3 separate regions of the Mus musculus genome follow, and regions 2 and 3 are each linked to region 1. The links are chromatin contacts, called in public promoter capture Hi-C maps. All regions are on one chromosome and are shown on one strand. Each heading gives the region's core, a stretch centred on a gene start, on an enhancer-like site or on the middle of the called end of the contact. The rest is flanking DNA. Distances are from core to core; before and after follow the strand shown.

Region 1 (3,756 bases), core at 916-3,415:
CTGGCCTCGAACTCAGATATCCGCCTGCCTCTGCCTCCCGAGTGCTGGGATTAAAGGCGTGTGCCTAATACTTTAAGTTGAACTTAAATTCAACTCAACGTGTGTCCCCTTATGGAATTATCCTATAAAATTATAAGCGACTGAGCAGCACAGATACCAGTGTCAAACAGGGTAGACTCTGATGGCTTCAAACATCTACTGGGGAGACATAAATTTTTAAAATAATTTCAGGTATCATTTCATAAGCAAAAAGGAAGCTCATGACTTTTTGTTTTTCTTTCTTTCCAAAGCTAGATGAAATCTGGAATCCCATCACACTTGTATACATCTACTCTTTGGAGCCTACTACAGTATTCCCTGCCCATACAAGCTTCCATTGCCGTGATTAATAGCATGCTCAGAGGCGTCCTGTGGAGGAAAGGGTTTACTTCAGCTTGACGGTTATAGTTCATCATGAAGGAAAGTTGGGGCAGGAATTCCAGGCAAGAACCTAGAAGCAGAAACTGAAGCAGAGGCCACGGAGGAAGGTGTCTTAATGACTTACTCAGCTTGCTTTCTTCCCTGGAGTTGTACCATTCCCAGTGGGCTGGGCCCTCCCACATCAATCATTAATCAAGAAAATGTCCTACAGACTTGCCTACTGACTATCTGTTGGAGGCATATTTGTTTTCAGTTATGTTCTCTCTTCCCACGAGGGCAAAACTAACCAGCATGCTCCCCTTTTAAACAACGTTCACATTGTCACCTAGAGTTGAAATGAACTCTGACTCCACTGTCACTTAACTTTTCCCCAACATGTGCCACAAGACTGAATCTGGCACAGTGCCACACACAGAGCCAGTGCTCAGAAAATACACACTTGCTAAACATATAAATTAGTCTTCTACGAGCATAGCTAGCTCTTTTTTCTTCTGTAGCTATTTGCTATAGTGGTTCTTTGTATTTCCCACATGCAAACTTCCTTGAAGAAAAATATTGTTTTTGTTAGATGTAGTATTAAATAAGAGCAAAGGTGAAGCCTTTTCTGGGACCCACTGCTAAATCAGCCCTACCTATCTTATTTTGCTAATAAAGTATTCCTCAAAAAAAGAGGAGTACTTTTGGTTAGAATAATCTGGGTTTATCAAGTCCAATGAAGGAATGTACAGAGCATAAACAATTATACATTTCAATAATATAGGTAACTATAACTGAAAGCATTATAACTAGGAACTACAGATGCAGCTGACCTCTAGAATTGCTAACATGACGCCTTTTAGATGGAGGGAAGTACTTTTCCATGACTATTTCATCTGCCACCACAGACGCACTGGATCCGACACTCTGCTGGATGAAAGTACATTTCTAAAGGAAGACTAAATGGCTATTTGTATTTGCTCATCTCCCAGATAAGATCCAAGTGCAATCAATTCTAATTAATGAGCACAATGCAAGGCAACTGAGAGAAATGAATGTTACTTCAGCCTGTGTTCACTTCAGAGGCTAACCTCTCCCCTCTAAATCATCTCATCTGGTCGGCAGGGAGAGAAACCCAAGCGAGACTTCTCCTGGCTTTTATAATTCTAGAAAAGCTGAAGGATTTTAAAGGCTAAACCACAGCGTTACCCTAATTGGCCTTGAAGCCAATCACCTCTCTGTATTTGACCCAATCTATACCTCACTACAACGGGCGAACTGGCGTTTAGTAAACACTCTGCAAACAGACTTCCTACCCAAACCCTGTTCTGCAGCAACTTGCAGTAGCTATTTGGGGCTCACATAATCTCCAAAGTGTGGTCCAAGTAAAAGGAGCACTTCCTAGCCGACGTCCTGTAGAGCAGGCCAGCTCTTCCTCTGCAGTCTCCTTTAAAATAGACTGAGAAGTTTCTTTGGGTAAGTGTGGGGCAGTCATACCGCACCTCCATCTTAACATAAGGGGGATAGCCTACCGCCTCGCAATCCACACAGTACTCCCCCCAAACGGAACGGATCCAGGACGCATTCGCCTCTGGCATTTGGGAAGCAGTCTGACTACAATACCTCTCCAAACAGGGACTGCAAAGTGGACACTTGGGCCTCTCGACAGAGGACCATGCTCTCCAAGTGAGACATTTTGGCGGGCACCACCTGATACTGCAGAGCAGTTGGCCTCCGGTCAGCCCTGCGCCACTCAGGCGTGGTTCACGTAGAACAACCGCAAGCTTTCCGGCCGGAAGCCTGGGCTGGGGGCGGAGCCAGCGCGGTCGAGTGACGTCAGGGAGCCGCGCGACAACGTGGGCCGCTCTAGTCTCCAGGCGGCGGTGCTCAGTGGTCGGTTACTGGTAAGTGGTTATCGCTTCCCACTCTGGCCTGAGCTTTCCAGCCTGAAACCCTTACACAAGCTGAAGGGCGACCTGGGGGCACCTCACCGCCCACCTTCTGTGTCTTCAGTTCCCTCCAGAAAGCCGCACACATAAAAGTACCGACAGAAACGAGTATTCTTTAAAAAAAAATTGGTTTTCCTCTGGCAAGAAAGTGGACAATGGGAACTCTGTGGAACTAACTAAATAAAATCATTTGTTTGTCTTTGCAAGCTTGAAACTAGATGTGGAAGTATTCGAGTGTTAGTGAGGGTAATCAGTAAAATTAACGTTGTCCTTGCACATTTATAGGACACCTGGAAGAAGAAAAGCCTTGAAATGAAAGAATGTATAGGAATAAGAAAATTCGTGTCCAAAGAGAGGGCTTTGGGTCCTGAAAAAAAAATTTGGTCTGGAAACATTGACTCAACTTTTTCTGAATTTTGAGATGTTGGGAGAATCTTTGAACCGTTTATTTATAAACTTCCTTATATAGAACATAAGGACTATAGTAGAGTATTTTTAAGAATAAAAGATAATGTACGCAGTGTCTGCTACACATAGATTTCATAAACAGTGCAAAAAGACAAGGAAAACACGGCACCCATATTAGAAAGAGGCCCATTATGTATTATTGAACAATACAACTGCCTGTGGAGGAAATCTAATTACCACACACACACACACACACTTTGGTTCCAAAGTGGTTGTACAAGTTTGAATTACTACCTGCAATGAAGAAGTATTCCCCTTACTCCACAGCCTCTACCATAAGTAGTTAGTGACAATCCTTTCCCAATCTGTAGGCTGCTGTTTGGTCCTGTTGATAGAGCCCTTTGCCTTACAGAAGCTTTTCAGTTTCATGAGGTCCCATTTATCAATATTTGATCTTAGAGCCTGAGCCACTGGTGTTCTATTCAGGACATTTTCCCTATGCCAGCGTGTTCATGGCTCTTCCCCACTTTCTCTTCTATTAGACTCAATGTATCCGGTTTTATGTTGAGATCCTTGATCCACTTGGACTTGAGGTTTGTGCAAGATGATAAATATGGATCTATTTTCATTCTTCTACATACAGACTGCCAGTTAGACCAGCACCATTTATTGAAGGTGCTTGCTTTCTTTCTTTCTTTCTTTCTTTCTTTCTTTCTTTCTTTCTTTCTTTCTTTCTTTCTTTTTCACTGTATAATTTTGGCTTCTTTTTCAAAGATCAAGTGTTCATAGGTATGTGAGTTTGTTTCTGGGTCTTTGATTCATTTACTTTGATCTGTGAGTCTGTTTTTGTATCAGTATCACACAGGTGTTTTGTATCACTGTTGCTCTTTATTACAGCCTGAGGTCAGGGACTGTGACTCTTCTGGAAGTTCTTTCATTGCTCAGGATTGTTTTGGCTCTCCTGTGGTTTTTGTTTGTTTGTTTGTTTGTTTGTTTCTTATGA
Region 2 (3,768 bases), core at 1,193-3,692, 1.0 Mb before region 1:
CATGTTCAAGTGTGTGTGTGTGTGTGTGTGTGTGTGTGTGCATGTGCACATGTGTGTGATCGTGGAGTCCAGAGATCAGTCTTGAGTATCATTCTTCATCAGCTGTCTGCTTTGGTTTTTTGAGCCTTACTGGTCTGGCGCTCATCTTGTAGGTTGGTTACTTGTGACTAGGTTAGCTAGGCTGGCTGCCCAGCAAGTCCCAGGGATCCTCTCTCCCTGACTCCCACTGGTAGGGGATTACAAGTGAAGCGTTTTAGCACCTCTGCATTTGGTTTGGTTTTTAATCTTGGTTCTGAGGATTGAAGTCAGGTCACACTTGCAAGGCTTTCTGAGTGAGCTTTCTTCCCAACCCAAGAGTCTTATTCTTACACATTCAGACCAAATTTAAATAGCAACTGAGGCCACACAGGCAATGCATTAGATGAGATCACTGTCTGTATAATCACACATACATAAGAACATTATCAAACAGAGGCCAGGTTGCAAATGAAGATGCAAGCATGCCCCGGCTCAAAGGGAAACGGCTGACTCAGCTCCAGTTCACTGCTACCATAGTGGAGTGCACCCCCTACAATATGAATATCTCTAGCCTTTGGTTGCGCTTATTTTTTAAATCTAGGTATGTGTGTGTGTGTGTGTGTGTGTGTGTGTGTGTGTGTGTGTGTGTGTGTGTGTGAAAACCCTACAATTTTAAACATTAGCTCAGTTTTCAATGACAGATCAGGTATGTTTGGCAGTAGAGCACAGAATCTTACTTGGACTCTACTGTATCTGCTAATAACTGCCTAGAGAGAGAGAGAGAGAGAAAGAGAGAGAGTGTGTGTGTGTGTGTGTGTGTGTGTGTGTGTGTGTAGATGTGTGTAGATGTGTGCATGTGTATGTATGAGTATATATGGGAATGAGTGTGCTTGTACATGTTTGTTCATGTGTGTACGTGGGGCGGCATGAATGTGTTTGTGTGTGTGCATAGACAAGTTTATGTGTGTTGTGGCCACAATATGCATGTACACAACATAAGGCCTACTGTGGGAGACTGTTTAAGGTGAGATGCAGGGAAAGTGCTAAAACACTTACAGTTAGCAAGTTTGGCTGGAGGAATTTTTTGAGCACACAAATTTCTCTCTGTACTTAGAAACACTTTTCTCTGTGGTAGGGGGGGTCTGTGTTTCCTAGGGTCTCATCTGAGGTAGTGTTCTACCCTCCCACAGATGAGACACTATCCTCTTTGATGAGATTGTGTCAAAGGGACAGCTCCCAGATCTGGGAGAAAGACATTCCTAGGCTGTAAAACCATAACAAAGCTTTTTAAAGCAGCTGCTCTCAACGGAAAGCAGAGAAAGAATGTACAATTCCTACAGTCCCAGGTTTTCTTAATAAGTACTTTAGAGACATCAGATGGCCAAGGTCAAAAAGCTATCAGAAATCCAGCCACAATGAGGAAAACAAGGGTACTTCCAACTTAAGTCCTGGTTGGTACTAATGCACGTCTGCACGCTAGTTCACGGAAGTATCCATTCTGTACATTTATTTCAACCTTAGACAAGTCTTCTCTTCTCACCTCTCATACCTAGAACACTAGGAAGTCATGTTCAGGGAACAGTGCAGCTGCATAAGAATTCCTTGCCCCGTGGTGTCCGCCTCCAGGTGCTTATCATGTGACCTACACCATAGGCTTCTAGGCAAAACTGGCCGGTTTATTCTACCACTTGGAACTTTGGTAAATGGGCACAAAACCCTCACAAGGAATCCACTGTATAAAGAGTGATGTCTCACCTAACACAAAAACAGCTCAATCATTGGCAACTACAGCTAGCTGGTTGTGGTTAGACATTTATTTTAACCAGCTCTCACCTGTGTGGCATTATGAAGAACATAGTATACTACTGAAGACATCAATATTGAGACACGAAGAAATGGGAGAAAATTGGTCACAGGAAGGATAGCTTAAGTCTATGGAAACTATAGATAGCAGAAGGAACTGTGGAAGAAGTAGCGAGTGCATCTGAATGCCATATATTTCACATGACTGCCTGCCCAACTTCCCCAATCCCTGTCCCTTCATCTTCAAACAGTTTCCCACCCGAATCTCACATCTTTGTAATATTTAGGATATGTATGTAATGCAGTTTTAAACATTTACGGTCCTTTATGTGGGACTTCTATTTCTCACATTTATTGCTTGTAGCATTTTACCCAGAGAAAAGCCCACGGGGGACCTAACTGCCTTGTCAGGAATCCTGTGTATCCCACCCCATTTGTTTGTATCTTAGTGGCTCTATAAAGTTTTGGAGATTTGGACTCTGCCCTCAAACTGTTCTCAGAAGTGGTCCGTTTCATCATCCAATGAGCTCTGCCTGTTTGTTGATGTGACGCGCCTGTGGACAGAAGCCAGGCGCCTATAGTAGCAATCCTGGAGAAAATTGAAGCAGCTGTGGCCATGTAATTTAAAACCTCAGCAGAGTGTTCTGTGCTCCACGCACAGCATTAGTGCAACATGAGGGCTGGATGCAGCTGGCTCTCGGGAGGACGTCCTCGCCTGCTGCAGGACAGAGAAGACTGAGACTGGGAGGCAAACCTGGGTGCAGCCGGAAAGGTCCAGATAGATGAGCTTGTGGCATCCGTTCCCCAAGTTCAGGTACTGTAAGCCTTTGTCGGTGAACTTTCGGCAGTAAGCCAGACTGAGGTTCTGTAAGTTGTGGAAGTACCTGGGGCGATGGGGCAGAGAGGGGAGGAAGGAGAGTCAAATACTTAGCTTTTCTCAAGTCTTTCTTGAGCCACTATGACAAAGAGACCGAAAGCTGTATTCATCGTGCACTCTGCTTGCAGATGTTCGGCAGTTTTACAGCTGCAGTCTCTCTTGCTGTTACGTGAAGGGGGTGTCAGTGATAGAGAAGATAATGCATGGCTGCATGTCAAAGGGAAAGAAAGGCTATCTGGGAGGATTCCATGAAACTTGATGGGGTAACACTTTTCTTGGCTGGAGGGTGGGTGGAGTCTTGCATGCATATTATTTGAAAGTCTGTTGCTGAAACCCAAGTTAGAGTTTACTCTCTAGTTTTTAGCTCTTACCTTTGCCAAACTACTACATGAACTGTTGAGAAAGATAAACATTTCATAAGCATTTTATGGAAAGTAGCTGTTCCATCATGGTGAGGAATCAGGGCAGAAAGAAGACAAAACCTTACGCAGCAAGCTAAGTGGGCAACACTTGAGACAAATAAAAAATGGGTCTGATTAAAAAAATGATTTAAAAGCCAGAGATTTCAACGTGCATGGCTTTGTGAGTAATGATGTCCTTAGGATAATTAAAAATAACGGTTCAGACTGATATGTACTCAGGAGTTAAACATAGGCTAAGAACATCGAGTAGCTAAGTGGGCAACACTTGAGACAAATAAAAATTACACAGGAGGCTGTCAATCTCACTGGAGTTGGAACAGGAAAGATGCCATTACCACAATGACCAAAATGAGAGCTTCCAGAAGAAAGGGGACCGGGCGGGCATGGGTTGGTTTAGGATGTGTCTGTTCCACCACGTAAGGGCTGGCATTTTCAGGACACTCTGTGGACAAGCTTCTAAGCCCTCCTCAGCATGGCATTCTTTAAAAATGTAAGGATTCTTGCTGCCTCCTTGTGCAATAACTACCAATACGCTCTTAGTCTGGAGTCTGCAACAGCTTAGCGGCCATCGAGTACTCTAGAAGGAGGCAGAGAATGCCCCTCCACCTCTCCTGATGCTTGCAAAGCAAGTTTATCTTAACATAAATG
Region 3 (3,499 bases), core at 49-2,548, 1.1 Mb before region 1:
GGCTGAAATAATGTCCACACCCCCCATTTCCCATTATCTTTACTGCCTACTGAATAATAAAAAAAAGAGTTAACTTATAGAGTTATTTAGCACAGTCTGTCTTATATCAAAACTGAAGAAACATTTCTTGTGCCATAGATAATACAACAGGACCAGGAAAAAATTCTGACATCCCCTAACAAGTCTTATGATCCAGAGAGAGAGAGAGAGAGAGAGAGAGAGAGAGAGAGAGAGAGAGAGATTTTATTTTACCATTAAGGCCAAGGACCAGTTGCAGGGAAAGAGATCAAGACTGTCCTCTAACCAAGTTCAAATGTCTCCAAATCTCTTAGCAACGTAGACATATGCCATTCCTAAAATACTTTGTTTTGTATACTGTGCACTGCTTTGTTGTCCATTGTTTCATTTGATAAATGTGGTAAAAACGAAAAAAAAAACTTCTACACAAGACAAGGAAGATAGTGTCATCATTTTATAAGCAAATAGTAAAACCCAAAGGCATCCAATGACTGGCCTAAGATTACTACTTACAGTTAAGAAAGAGCCAGAATTCTAACACTTTTTCTTTTCCTTTTTTTTCTTTTTTCTTTTTCGAGACAGGGTTTCTCTGTATAGCCCAGGCTGTCCTGGAACTCACTCTGTAGACCAGGCTGGCCTCGAACTCAGAAATCCACCTGCCTCTGTCTCCTGAGTGCTGGGACTAAAGGCGTGCGCCACCATACCTGGCTTCTAACACTTTTTCTATCTAGTATTTTTTACCTAAGTGGGAGTTCCCTTAAAGGACAGAGAAGGGAGAAAGCAACAGAACGTGTCTGTCCTCTCATGCTAAGGTCTCTTGTGAGGGGGATTCTCTATTCCCAGGGAATCCACATTAGTTTGGTGACCTTTGGTTCTAACTACCTAAAGAAAGTATTCCTAACTTTGAATCTGATTCCCATCTATAAACATGCTGTTTCTTACCCTTTCTTTTGGTCCTGATCCTTGTTTAAACTCTTATTTTTCTCCGTGTGTTTTGGTCCCTGGGGTCTCACTTCAAAACTTCACCCTCTCCTAAGAGTCGCGTCCTTGGTATCCAAAGTAACCACAGCTGAGTTTATCCCGTCCCTTCTACTCTTCCTATTGGTCAGTTACATTAACTTTTTTTCTTTCTCTGCTCTCTTGGCCAATGGGCTTGAAGCAACGGGAAAGCAACGAGGGGGGAGCGGGGGCTCCTCTACCAATCGGCTGTCAGTCTGTGTATTCAGCGCACTGTCTCCTGGGATATGTAGTTTCACAGTTACCAGAACACCTTGATGTTTGGCTCCTTTAAAACTACATATCCCGATGGCCTCCGCCAAAGGGGCGGAAATAGGTGACTTGTCCAGGTCAGGGTTTCAACTAGGCTCTTTGAAGTTTTAACTTTCCTACCGGGATTTAAGGCGTTAAGTACTGTGCTGGGGGCCTGGCTCGTTCTTCCTTGGCGGAGCCGTGCATGCTGTCCCCTTCGTGACTGACCCGAGGCAGCTCGTGGTTCTTGTGGTCCCGGGACCAGCGAGCCAAGGCTGAAGCGTTCCAAGGGAGAGCATGTTCGGCCGCCTCCCTCCTTGCGCGTCCCGAGTGCGGGCGGGCGCCTTGGTCGGAGCTCTCGGGGCTCGGACTTGCGGCTCCAGTGGGGCGCAGCGGCAGGGATCAGCGCCCGATGACTCTGGGGCCGGCCTGGCGCGTGGGGCTCTGAGGGAGTGGACGCTGCAGGTGAGCCCGTTTGGGCGACTGAGGGCGCGGCTCCCTTGCCACCTGGCCGTGAGGCCCCTGGATCCCCTTGCGCACCCGGATGGCGACCGCGTGCAGGTGGCGGTGTGCGGCGTGGAGCACGTGGCGCGCGGCCTGGACAGCCTGCAGGTCAAGTATGATGCTGATCGGCAGGAGATGGCCATTCTGTCGGACGACATCGACCCCCAGGCGTCGGTGGAGGTGAACGCGCCCGTCAAATTTGGCAAGTGAAGTGAAAAAGGGTTTGGGTCACAAAACTAATAGTGTTTAAGCGTTGGGTTTCCAATTAAGGAGGAAAATTAAAGCCGAGTGGAAGCTTGTATTGGAATAATCTGAGTCTAATTACATTGTGGAGCCATTAGCATCACAGTCATTAGCATCGTTCAGGGTTGAGGTTTCTTGATAACTATCCAGTGGTTTGGTAGCCCACATCTCGGGGCTCTGGTCCCTCGTCAGCTCTATGTATAGATGCTTCCAGCTAATCTAGAAAAACAAAAACAAAAACAAACGAACAAAAAACCTTGCTTTCCAACAGGTACCCAGGTTGGTAGATGTCTATTCATTTAGGCATAAGTAAATTCTCTGCGAATACAAACTTTGAAGCAAGACACATAGTTAAGACTGTCTGGGGAAATTCATAATAGTACCTGCAAAACGTATTTCTTAGGCATCTGAGTCCCGTTATTTTATTTCCCAGATGCAAACCGCTGAGCACACATACTTTTCTAGAAAGGGTTCTGGGGCTCTCATTCTTCCTGGAACTGAAGGATGGTGTTGCTGATGATAGCAATAGCACCGTTTACCTCTTCTAAAATTATTTTATATTAACCCTCACAGTTGCTCGGTAGGGTGGATGCTTTTGTCACCGTTTCAGATGAGGACATTGAAGTAAAGGAAGTATAAGATACATACTGTGACTGAACAAACAAAGGCCCCGTGCGTGGTGACATTATGAAATTTGCTTCCTTAGGTGTCTTTCCACCTTAAATACAAGTAGGCAGGGCTAGGATGTGAGCTGTTAGGCTTCGTTGCTTCTCAACTTCTAACTAGCCTAAATGAATAAGAGACAGTGCCTCCAAATTTTAATACTCTGAAGTGCCGGTGGGGCTTTACCACAGTGCAGAATAAAATGGGAGTCAAAGGAGAGAGAGGCAAAACTTAAAACAGCCTCTCTGAGATGGGTATTACCTCTCCCAGCGATCCCAAATTACCTCACTGCTTCTTTTTAAAGCCAGGGGCTTATTTTCAGGGTACTGCCTCGATTCCATAGGCCCCTCAAATCTACATCGCTGATTTTATTGATAGTTGTTCCTCCAGCTTGTGATAGAGTGTCCCAGTGGATGTCCCATTACTACTCCTGTGTTAACCTTAATTCCCCGCCCTCCTTCCCAGCAACAGAGTGTGTTTAGCATCCCTTCGCTTACCTGTATAGTTGTCAGCTCTGCCTTGTTTCCTGCCATATGACAAGGCTCAGGTGGGCAGGCAGTTCTGCTTGTGTCAGTGCATGGCTTTCATGCACTCTCAGTTCCTCTCAGTGCATGTTGCTGATTTAACCCAGTGCCAAGCAGTGGAGGGCACTTATACTGTAATGATTAAAGTTGTGGCAGTGGGTCCCAACAACGCGCTTTGGGGAACATAATTGTGCTGGTTAGTTTGTAGTGAGCGCGACACACCTAGAATCACCTGGGAGAGGAGCCTCAATTGAGAAAATGCCTTTGTCAGATTGGCCTGTAGGCAAGTCTGCATTAAT

Evidence for each region. Promoter capture Hi-C pulls out the DNA fragments that hold promoters and counts their contacts.
Region 2: a contact with region 1 is called in a promoter capture Hi-C map of pre-B cells, with 3 times the contacts expected there. The contact joins the promoter of Lrrc17 here to the promoter of Orc5 in region 1. A contact is called at or near these places in 3 of 39 promoter capture datasets (cranial neural crest, hippocampal neurons and pre-B cells).
Region 3: a promoter capture Hi-C map of pre-B cells shows a contact between it and region 1, with 6 times the contacts expected there. The contact joins the promoter of Fam185a here to the promoter of Orc5 in region 1. A contact is called at or near these places in 4 of 39 promoter capture datasets (cranial neural crest, hippocampal neurons, liver and 1 more), 1 of 484 Hi-C or Micro-C datasets (CD4 T cells) and 2 of 115 datasets of contacts at active chromatin or transcription factors (astrocytes and pancreatic cancer cells).

What each region holds. Positions count from the first base shown.
Region 1 is chr5:22,548,173-22,551,928 of GRCm38.p6, forward strand. Orc5 (origin recognition complex, subunit 5) reads right to left here and starts at 2,166. Exons shown (of 14, transcript NM_011959.3): 1 at 2,020-2,166. The coding sequence starts at 2,091. 6030443J06Rik (RIKEN cDNA 6030443J06 gene) reads left to right here and starts at 2,241. Exons shown (of 3, transcript NR_102315.1): 1 at 2,241-2,300.
Region 2 is chr5:21,541,085-21,544,852 of GRCm38.p6, forward strand. Lrrc17 (leucine rich repeat containing 17) reads left to right here and starts at 2,443. Exons shown (of 4, transcript NM_028977.1): 1 at 2,443-2,635. It overlaps Fbxl13 (F-box and leucine-rich repeat protein 13), which reads right to left. Exons shown (of 21, transcript NM_001199632.1): 12 at 2,576-2,705.
Region 3 is chr5:21,423,605-21,427,103 of GRCm38.p6, forward strand. It overlaps Fam185a (family with sequence similarity 185, member A), which reads left to right and starts at 1,299. Exons shown (of 8, transcript NM_177869.4): 1 at 1,299-1,972. The coding sequence starts at 1,564. Ccdc146 (coiled-coil domain containing 146) reads right to left here and starts at 1,073. Exons shown (of 19, transcript NM_029195.1): 1 at 961-1,073.